Regions from separate parts of the Anas platyrhynchos genome. Here region 1 is linked to region 2. Evidence: chromatin contacts called from public Hi-C data. All regions are on one chromosome and are shown on one strand. The core of a region is the stretch at or near the end of the contact, and the rest is flanking DNA. Distances in the headings are between cores, read along the strand shown. Region 1 holds the start of DSCC1 (DNA replication and sister chromatid cohesion 1). Region 2 has its middle 11 kb from the start of COL14A1.

Evidence for each region. Hi-C and Micro-C count contacts between places; a contact is called where the count stands out from the background.
Region 1: a Hi-C map of F5 follicle shows a contact between it and region 2, with 4 times the contacts expected there. The contact joins the promoter of DSCC1 here to the enhancer-like site in region 2. A contact is called at or near these places in 6 of 8 Hi-C or Micro-C datasets (F1 follicle, F5 follicle, liver and 2 more).

Annotation. Positions count from the first base shown.
Region 1 is chr2:13,437,080-13,441,722 of IASCAAS_PekinDuck_T2T, reverse strand. It overlaps DSCC1 (DNA replication and sister chromatid cohesion 1), which reads right to left and starts at 2,087. Exons shown (of 9, transcript XM_038173957.2): 1 at 1,794-2,087; 2 at 243-411. The coding sequence starts at 1,966.
Region 2 is chr2:13,341,483-13,346,743 of IASCAAS_PekinDuck_T2T, reverse strand. No RefSeq gene overlaps it. Among named protein-coding and RNA genes, the nearest start is that of COL14A1, 11 kb to the right of the region's middle. Within about 2 kb of position 3,628, at least 4 of the 8 cell types and tissues checked have an H3K27ac peak or open chromatin away from gene starts, as enhancers often do. A contact at or near this core is called in F1 follicle and F5 follicle, where this site is marked.

The sequences.
Region 1 (4,643 bases), core at 838-3,337, 97 kb before region 2:
TTAAAAAATAATATTCAAGCGTGACACGGTATAATCTGCCTTTTGGGGAAAGAATTCATAAGAATCAGTTTACAAACAGCATGTTTTCAGAAGAGCTGCTAACACTAAGAAATCACATATTCTTTGAAAACTTGAAACACACGGGGTTTTACATAAGCCTCCTGTATAAAATACAAAAAGAAATATGGAGAATACAGGTTTAGAGAATTAAAGCAAACAAACAAAAACCCAGAAAGCCATACCTGTGAATGAATAACACTGCCAGATGCTTCATCTGCATTCAGCTCTTCTGGAGTTTTACAACCAGGAACAAACAGCAGCATATTTGAGGTATCTGCTATTTTCATGTCGTAAGTTTTATCTTTGCTGCACAACACTGCTTGTTCATCTTTTTCACCACGGATTACCAGGCTGAAAAAAAAAAAAAAAAGCACAAAAATAAAGATGTATTTTTACCTCTATTTCTGGCTGAACACCTATTAAACACGTGATTTTTTTTCTTTATATTTAAACATTGGTAAAGGCATTATAAACTGCAGTTCTATTTGGTAGCAGCAGTCACAGTGTAACAAAATGTAAAGTTATAATTGTCAATTTATCTAAAATATCTTAACACTGTCGTTACCTCTCCTTTTTTGAGTTTTCCCACTCTGAAAGACAGGTATTCAAGGCTTTCATGCAGACCACAGCCTAACCTCCTCACCTGCCTATTCACACAAACCCCCCAAATCATTGAGTTAGCAATGCTTAATGCCTGAACCAGCTCACTAACCTTGGAAAACAGATTATAGCTTGAGCTGCTCCTTATTGAGGACAGAAATTAGCCCATTGTGAAACATGAAGCAATCAGAAATTGTCTGTATCCTTCAGATATCCCTCAGACAAACTTGCATTTTTCTTGCAACTGATTCCAAGCAGGAAACACACACAAAAAAAAATAAAAATAAAAATAGACTTCTATAAAATTTCTAGATAAAGAATCAAGGCAAATCCCTTTCTTCAACTCATACTTGACTACATGGAGATTTTTAGTGAGGGCATGGTAATACCGAAGCAGGACCACAATTCAGTGCAGCCTGGGGGAGCTAAGTGCTCACTTTCAAGTTAATTAAATTGCTAATTTTGATTCCCAAAGCTTGGGTGTGTGACCAGAGCCCAGCGATGCCCCGAGTGGTCCCCCAACCACAGGCACACCCCAGCCATCTTCCACCCAGCACCAACAAGCTCACTGATGGGCATCTCTGAGGACCTTTTTCTTTAGGGGGAGCTCTAACGTTGTATCACCCAAAACATTTTTATCATATGGGTAGCACTGCAGTTGATAAATGAAGAAATTTTAAAACCGGCTCAAAAACTTATTCTCTGGTGTTGGTGCTGAGGTTGAGGCTGTCACAAAACCACCCCAGCATGTGCCAAAACTTCCCTCGCTGGCCTGGTTGTGGGGCTGGTAGCTGCTCTGCCACCTCAAGCTCCAGCAGGAGGATCTGGGAAGTCAGCAGGACTCTTTTAAGGATTTCCAAATTTCTAGCCGTCTGGCAGGAATCCCTTCACTGCTCCAGATAAAATCTCAGCAGCGTTTCTTCCCTAAAACCTACTTTTTTCCACGCGGAAAGAAAGAAAACAAAAGGAGCAAACACTCCCCAACAAAAAAATCTCAAAAATAACAGATGCTGCCTACATTTTCTGTCATTACCTCAGCCACCCTGACCGCACCGGGGGCCCAACTTAGCTCACCTCCGCCCCTTGCCTCCCCCCGCCCCCCAGCCCCCCTCGCCTCAGGGGGGATGCGGTACCTGGCTCCGGCCTCCAGCTGGGCGCAGAGGCCGGGCTCCAGCTGCAGCAGGCAGCACTCCCCGGGGCCGGCTGTCCCCGGCCCGAAGCTGAGGCACTGCGCGGCCGGCAGCAGCTCTGCGGGGCTCAGCTTGGCGCTGCGCAGCGTGGCCTCCACCTCCGCCCTGCTCCGCATGGCGCCGGCTGCGCCCGCCCGCACTCGTTCTCTCGCTGTGGCGGGAGGCGGGAGGCGGGAAGCAGCCGGCGCCCTGAGCCCGCTGGGTGGTTGATGCTGTGGTTGTCGTTGAGGCGCATCCGGAGCGATCGGTGGGGCGGGCGGGTCTGAAGGGAAGTCACTCAACCCACCCAATAACTGAGTGGTTGAGGTAAAATCTCTCTCTCTCTGCCTATAAAAATGCATAAAATGTCCTGTTTTGGCACAGTGTCAGAGGGAAGGCTCGATCCTGCCCCATGGCTCACTGTCACCCACTCGTGCTCCTTCCCGCATGCTGTGGGGTCTGGTAGTTTGCTGAGGGCAAGCACCCGGTTCTCCCATGGCCAAGTTGTCCCTCAGGGAAGACCATGGCAAGCCAAGGTCAGCTCGTGTAACCCTTGTGATTTGAGCTCCAGCTGGGTTTCATGCTGTGGCACGAAGGAAAACCCTAAAGTGTAAGAAAAATAAAGGTCAGGAGAAAGCTGTTCACCAACACTGGGAACCAGTACTCGCTGTGGAGCAGCAGAGGCTGACACATCTCCACCTCACCCAGGACCACCTGGTCCTTCTGTGCTGAGTGAGGTGTTACTGCAGGGCATGTTAATGCTGGGCCTGGCAGTGTGCCTCCCCCCTCTGGCACTGTGTCCATTAGCTATCTGACTGCTTTATGGAATCACAGAATGGCCGAGGTTGGCAGGGACCTCCGAAGATCATCTGGTCCAACCCCCCTGCTGAGCAGGGTCACCTGGAGCACGTTGTGCAGGATGGCATCCAGGCGGGTTTGGGATATCTCCAGAGAAGGAGACCCCACAGCCTCACTGGGCAGCCTGTTCCAGTGCTTTGTCACCCTCCCAGTGAAGAAGTCCCCCTAGTATCCAGCTGGAAATTGTACTCCTTTGTAATCCTTTATACTCCTACATTGCATGTTTCTGCCTGTGGAACCTCACTGTGCTCAGAATAAGCCTGAACCAAATGACCTGGACAACGGGACAGAGCCAGTGGGTTGGGAACCCAGCTGGCAGGTAGCGATGACTGTTACACATGACAGAGTTGGACACTGTCTGCCTTCAGAAGGTCCCGTGCTTGAGTGATGATAGGTGCAAGCTGGTATGTGTACAGTCTTAATTCAGTTTCATAGAATCACAGAATCACAGCATGGCTTGGGTTGGAAGGGACCTCAAAGATTATCCAGTTCCAACCCCCCTGCCATGGGCAGGGACACCACCCACTAGGTCAGGTTGCCCAGGGCCTCATCCAACCTGGCCTTGAACACCTCTAGGGATGGGGCATCCACAGCCTCTCTGGGCTGCCTGTCCCAGTGCCTCACCACCCTCTGGGTGAAGAATTTCCTCCGAATCTCTAATCTAAATCTCCCCAATTATATCTTGCTTCCATATAAGTCTGTTCTTACACACCTCTAAGCTAAACCAGAAAATCACTGTTCTATGAAGTAAATGCTCACACAGTTACTGCTTAAATAGATGCTCAGTTAAGCTGGTTTTAATTTTTACCTTAATTTGTGTAATTTTTTCAATTAACTTGCATGTCCATTTCTTCTTCTTTTTACTTTTAACTCTGTAGAATAAAATAATAATAATAATAATAATAAAAACAACAACAACAAAAAGATTCAAGAGAAATCAAGGAACTGAATCCAACATACAAATTTATGGAGTTTTCATATTTGAATTACAAACATTTTTTTTTTTTTTTTTTTTTTTTTACGTTTGAACTCCTGAAGTTCATTTATTGAAACAAAGATGAATCAGTTAATGAATGTGGATTGCAGAGAGAATGAGGAGACACTGAATAGTCAATGTTGCTGTCAATTTATAAGAAAATGCATGTTATGCTAAGGGAGTTTGGTAGGATCCTGAAATTATTTTATAACAGTCCTGTGGGATTATTTACTTGCTCTGGAGTTGCTGCAGTTTAAATGAGTGCTGTTTTCAGTTTGAACATATGAGCATGGAACATATGGCCAGATGATCTTGAAGGTTTTTCCCAACCTTAAGGGTTTTATGATTCTATGATATTACAAGCAGAGGTGAGACTCACCTATAGCAGAATGAGAGTTGAAGAAGCTATTAATTCACCTATCATCACTACCTTTTCTTTACTGATCACCAGTTCACACCAGTCCCCCACAGTGCACAGCTGAGGCTTTGAGTAACTGCTGTGTGTCTACAGCCAAGAGGTATGCCTCTTGTGACAGGTCTCAGTGTAAGAGAGAAGTAGAACTGAAAAGCTGAACAGCCTGCATCCTCAGCTGGGTTGGGGAGGGGAGGTAGGAATGTGTCCTGCCTGTAAGTCAAGTACCAAGCAACATTAGCTTTGGAGTAATTTTTCAATTGACTAATGTTAATGGAAATTAGTGTTAACAGAATCTGGTTGACTAGCATTGACTGAAGTTAGCAAAACATTAAATGGATTGTTGAAGATTTTTACAGTCTTGCCTTTGAAGTTCTTGGCACTGTATAATGTTTTCCAGGGCTGAAACATCAAGGATGTGAACAGCAAAATAAATCAAGGACAGCTGTGACAAAGCGAAGAAAATAAGTTCAAATAACTCCAAAGCTCCACAACTAAGATATAAAACAATGAACTGTGAGACAACATGACATCTGCTATAACGCTACACATCACCAGTATCAGACTA
Region 2 (5,261 bases), core at 2,379-4,878:
GCTCTGTCAATGGAGTCTAGCTATGGAGCTAAATTGAGCCCTTCATGTTTATTAGCAAAAGTTTAATTAAGCATGATGTTGAGCAAAGCCTGGGAAAGATTAAATGATTCCATTGGAAGAAGTGCTCGGCAGTTTGCGGGATCAGGAATCCATTTAACTTGTGTTCTCAAAATCCTTGCTTTACCGGCAAAGTATTTCTGGAAACAAGATAAGATTTTCTCGAAACTCTTTTAAATATTGCACATGGAACCTATTGGATTCTGTGGGCTAACTTGGAAAGGAAGAAACATGAAAGTATTTAAGATCTTGATGTTACATTTTCCTGTTGCCTGTTTTGTTTTATAGGCATTGTCAGCTCAGCTGCTTTTTGAAGATAACTTAATGCATGCTTTTGTTACCGGGGACTGGGATGTGTGTGTGCTTTGTTTGTATTTTTCCAGAATCCACAAGATCCTCTTGAATATTTAAAAAATTCAATAATTCATTTTCCATTACAGTCCAGCAGACAAATCACCTACTGCAAAATACACTTAAAGGAAGCCTTTATAAAAGCATACTGAGTTACCCTCTTAAATATTCAATTTTGATGATGAAATCTGCCTTACACTTTCTAAAAATGTTTCATTACCTGCTGTGCATGTATCCGAATGATTGTATTATTGTTCATTCTCCTAAGAGGTTATTTTCCAAGGGTTATTGATTTGCCTTTCTATAGCAGCATCAGTATTCCCTTCCAGAGGCCATTTAGATACAAATCCTCTTGACCTCATAGTTACAGAAAAAATTGTTCTCTTCTGGTTCAGTCAAAAATTGTATCTGGGAGATGAAGACACAGAAAACATCTTAACTCTCACTGATTACTATTTCTTTTGAAAACAAAACCAAAAACAAGCCACACACAAAACCAAGCAATGAAGCATATAAACCAAAAAACAGGCAATGTTGTCTTAATGTGCAGAGCTTCAGGAAGCAACATAATACAGGAACAAAAATCATATAATTAGGGGCAAATTGTCCACATTTTAAAGGCTACTTGATGATACTTCTTTTCCAGCAGCTATCATGATTAACTCCTAACAATAGACTTGTAATTGCAAAGATGACCTTTGGCATGTGGTTTAATGCAGGGCTCTTTCCCTCCATCTGCAGATAATCTAAAAAAAGCATTGCAGTGGAGTGATGGCATCTACTATTTATCTCATTGGAATTAGAATCTAGGGGCTCAGTGCAGTTGCATACATTTAAATATCGGGTGACACTGAAGATGCTTTCGGGTATATGAGATGCTCTTATGGGGCAGAGAGGACCTATGGGGAAAGCCATGCCCCTCCAAATCACATCTGGAGATTAAGTCCATAAGGTTGACTTAAATACAGTGCAAGACAACGAGGTGTGGACAACTGAATCACAGCCCTAAAAAAGACCTCATAATATCAGCTAATTCAACCATCTTATTGTTGGTCATTTTGCTGGAGTTATGCAGCTGCATATTCAATTAGTGTTGCTTATGGGAAAGGACTTCCTGGCCATCTAGCCAGTTCTCTGAGAAATCATTGCATAACTGTATCATACAGAACTGGCTGTGATGATGTACTATTATTAAATCTCCCGTGTAATGGGCCTTCTTTTCCTCTCCTCATGCCTTTTGTCAAGCTGCAAAGTGGCCTCTCACCCAAGAACAGTTTTCTCTCTGAATTGCCTATCAAGGAGACCAGAGCCATTTGTCAGCTGAGCTGTAATCTGTATACACAAACGATCGTACATAATCACTCCCTGCATGCTCCAGCAGACTCTTCCTGCTTTTTGGGTGGTACTGTTTTTAATCTGTCCTGAAAAGTGCTCGTTTCACCCACTGAGTCCCAGCAGGGCGGCAACCTGCTGCCATCAGAGAACCGAGACTTATAAAAGAAAGTGGCAGCTACTGCGGCTGCAGCAGAGGAGAGCAGAGGAAGCACAGGTGGATACAAGCAGTTAAACCTGAGTTTTGTTCCACTGCTTGCAATTATGGCAGGTGTGTGGCTCCCACGTGCCCTGAAGCATTTATACTTGTCCCATATGTGCTGGTGGTGGATCTCCCTGCCATGTCCCATGCGACACCAGCAGTCAAATATCTCAGGGTTTGGCACCTTAGTCCTTGGTACATGGGGGGCTTCTGCTCCCCCTCTGTAGCACAAGGAGGACAGACAGTGACCAAAAACAAATGAAGAAGTCAAAGTGAAATTTGTGGACAAATTAAGTGCTGACATACAAAAAATTAATCCATTAAAAGTACTTGATAATGCATATAGGTGTTTAGAGGGCCACCAGCATTTAAGGTTTCATCTGTAGCTACCTAAAGGCCCTGTGTATGTCCCACTAGATCACTCAGACATCTTCATGGTCAGTGGGTTTTACAACCAGCAGCCGGCCCGCAGGTCCCTCACTCCCACATCTGCCGCTCTCCAAGTGTCTCTGGGCAAGCTCCTAAACCCCTGGAAGGTTAAATCCCACGTGGGCAGCATGGATACCAAAAGCCAGGAGGCCTGCAGAGGAGCAGAGCTGGAATTTGCTCTGCCAAGTTCTCATCCAGCCCCTGGCCCACTGGAGCACCCTTTACCCCACGGACTCCAGGCAGGAGCAAGGCCTCAAGCCTCCTGTCATGCAGAGGGACAGCAGGTCCCCCCATCAGCTGCAACCCATGACTGTGGAAAAATATTACTCTTTATGTGTTTTGAATCTTCTCTAGCCATAAAGTTGTTCTTTGCAAGCCCATATGTTCAGTTTTGGCAGGCTCTGGTCCTGGTTTGCCAGATACCTGTCAGGCGGATCAACCTGCAGCCTCTGCAGCTTCGCAGCCCTCAGAGCTCTTCTCCCTCCCCTGCCTCCCATCTTCTCAAGCCAGAGGCTCCCTCTAGAGCAAGTGGCAGAGCCGAGCCCTGCTTGGCAGAAAATCAGGGGCAGTTTAACAAACAGCGTTGAAAACTCTTTGAGAATGCAGTTACGCAAATGACAATAGCAAATGTAAATATTTGTGGTGAGGTTCTCCTTTATTTACCCAGCTGAAAATCAGAGAGAATTGCATGAACTGTATAAAAATGGCACAAATATAAAAGCAGAAGCAAAATTACAATCTGACCAGTTACTGGCAGAAAGATAAGAGGCAAATACTTAGGAAATTGTTTTGTACATCTGAACTGGACTTGCCCACTGAATGCAGACTTACTAAGAAATATTATTCAGTGTGGGAAGCACAGGTTTGACTATGGTGGTTCTCTAAATCACTCTAGCAAAAAGGATGACAAAAAAGAAAATGAGTGCTCATTGTACCTATTGCCAATACAGAATTTTGCCATTCCACTGATACACAAAAGCATCATTAAATCACCAGCCTCATTCAAACCCTTATTTTCAAATATTACCTTATATGTGGCACACAAGGCTACGACCTAATATTGTGAACCCAAAAATGAAGCACTGCACTGCACACTTGTGGTGTTCATTTGCCCCTTAATTCAGAAAATTGTATATACCATGAAATATTTCATAAGTTTTATGAGGAAAGCTTTTGAAAAAGAACAGCATGTACTTGGTAATCTGAACTTATCTGCCCTGCCTTATGGTTGTAATACTTTCTGCACATGGCAAAAGGCCACGGGTGGATTTTTTTATTTTTTTTTTTAAGATAAAGTATAGGAAAAATGTGGGACACTGGAGAAACAAAGAAACAAAGCTGTCCTTCACTTTTTTTTTTTTTTTTTTTTTTTTTTTTGTCCTCTTCTGAAGGGGGGGATGCAGGTACTAACTACCCAAGTTTTTAAACTATCGTCAGATACAATAAAAAAAAATGTGAAGAAAATGAGCTTTAGACCACATGGAAGGGCAGAACATGGTTCTGTGAATTGCACCTTTATGATTCACAGTTGATTTCAGTAATAAAATGCCTCTTTTTCCAACACAGTACAGAAACAGCCAATTGACAGACATGCAGACAGCTCTCTACGAACCAGTGGGGAAGTGCTCAGAGAGAGCTGCTATCTGTGGGAGCCAAGCCTGAAGCTTACTGAATTTCAAAGGTGCTTATGGCTCCCTTTGAAATGATCTGATCCTATCCTCCCTCTTCCTTACCAATGAGTTTTGCTCTTGAATTTAGCAGAATACTGTCAAATCCTAACTGAATTGCTTTTATCATTACACAGGTTCAAGTCCCATTTGTAGGCTCTGATGGTTTGCAGAGCTTAGGTGGATCTCTGCAGAATTATTTCACTGGGGAAGGCTCAGAGGTGAAAGACACAAAACTGTCCTCCTGTTGAGCTTGCCAGCCAGGCTTTCCAGGCTGTCAGTAGAGGAGGGCAATGAGGATGAGAGGGAGAACTATCAAAAGACTGATGTCAGTCAAAGACCAGGCTGACTCTCTCGCAGAGGTTGGGACCGGTCATTTTTAAACATTGCCTGTCTGGGATGGGAGACAAGGAGGGAAATTATTCACCTGCCTGGCATCGGGAAAAAGAATTGAACAGGATAGAGTAAGATCATGATGAATCTTGATTTAATTAAGCTGCTGACTCCTCAGTCTCTTACACACACTAATATTAGCTCTAACAAACCAGCATGTGCAGAAGCAATACAAACACATGGTTTGTTACTACAAGGACTGAAATGCTTGCTGTCGTTGCAGACGTTGTGTGCTCAAAACATTCAGAGCACATTTAAGAACTGATTGTCCGAGCCAAACCTTTCAAATATTTAACACGGCAGATGTTCCAAACAGCAGTAACTCCTTATGTGTGCTGAACTATTATTATTATCATCATCAACACTCCGAAGTTTACAGTGGCCTGAAGCAGGGCTTAGGCTCCAGGTACAACATCTAGGACATTAAGAGGCATTTTTCCCCAAAATTCTTCCTCAAAAACAGCAGAACAACATAGCCTGTTCTTGCTTCTCCTGTTTCTGCATTGGGTGGCAGAGATGAGTTGGAGACTTGTTCCAGCACCATCGCCCTGTGTTGTATCTCGCACCATGTTGCATTGGAACAGCAGCAGCCAAACTGCACTCAGCAATCCTGCAGAGCATCCTGTGTGTGAAGAGGGCTTACAGTGGGAACAGGGCATGGAGAAAACTGTGATCCTGCCAGAGCTGTAGGAGATGGCCTGGGCTGATTTGCAGGCAAAGAATTCTTTTAAAAAGCAAATCTTCTCTAAGTTAAAGCTCTGTTTCCCTTCATTTATCCAGTGATACACAGAAATATGTTGCAACCTTGAGACATGATAAATTTCTACAAA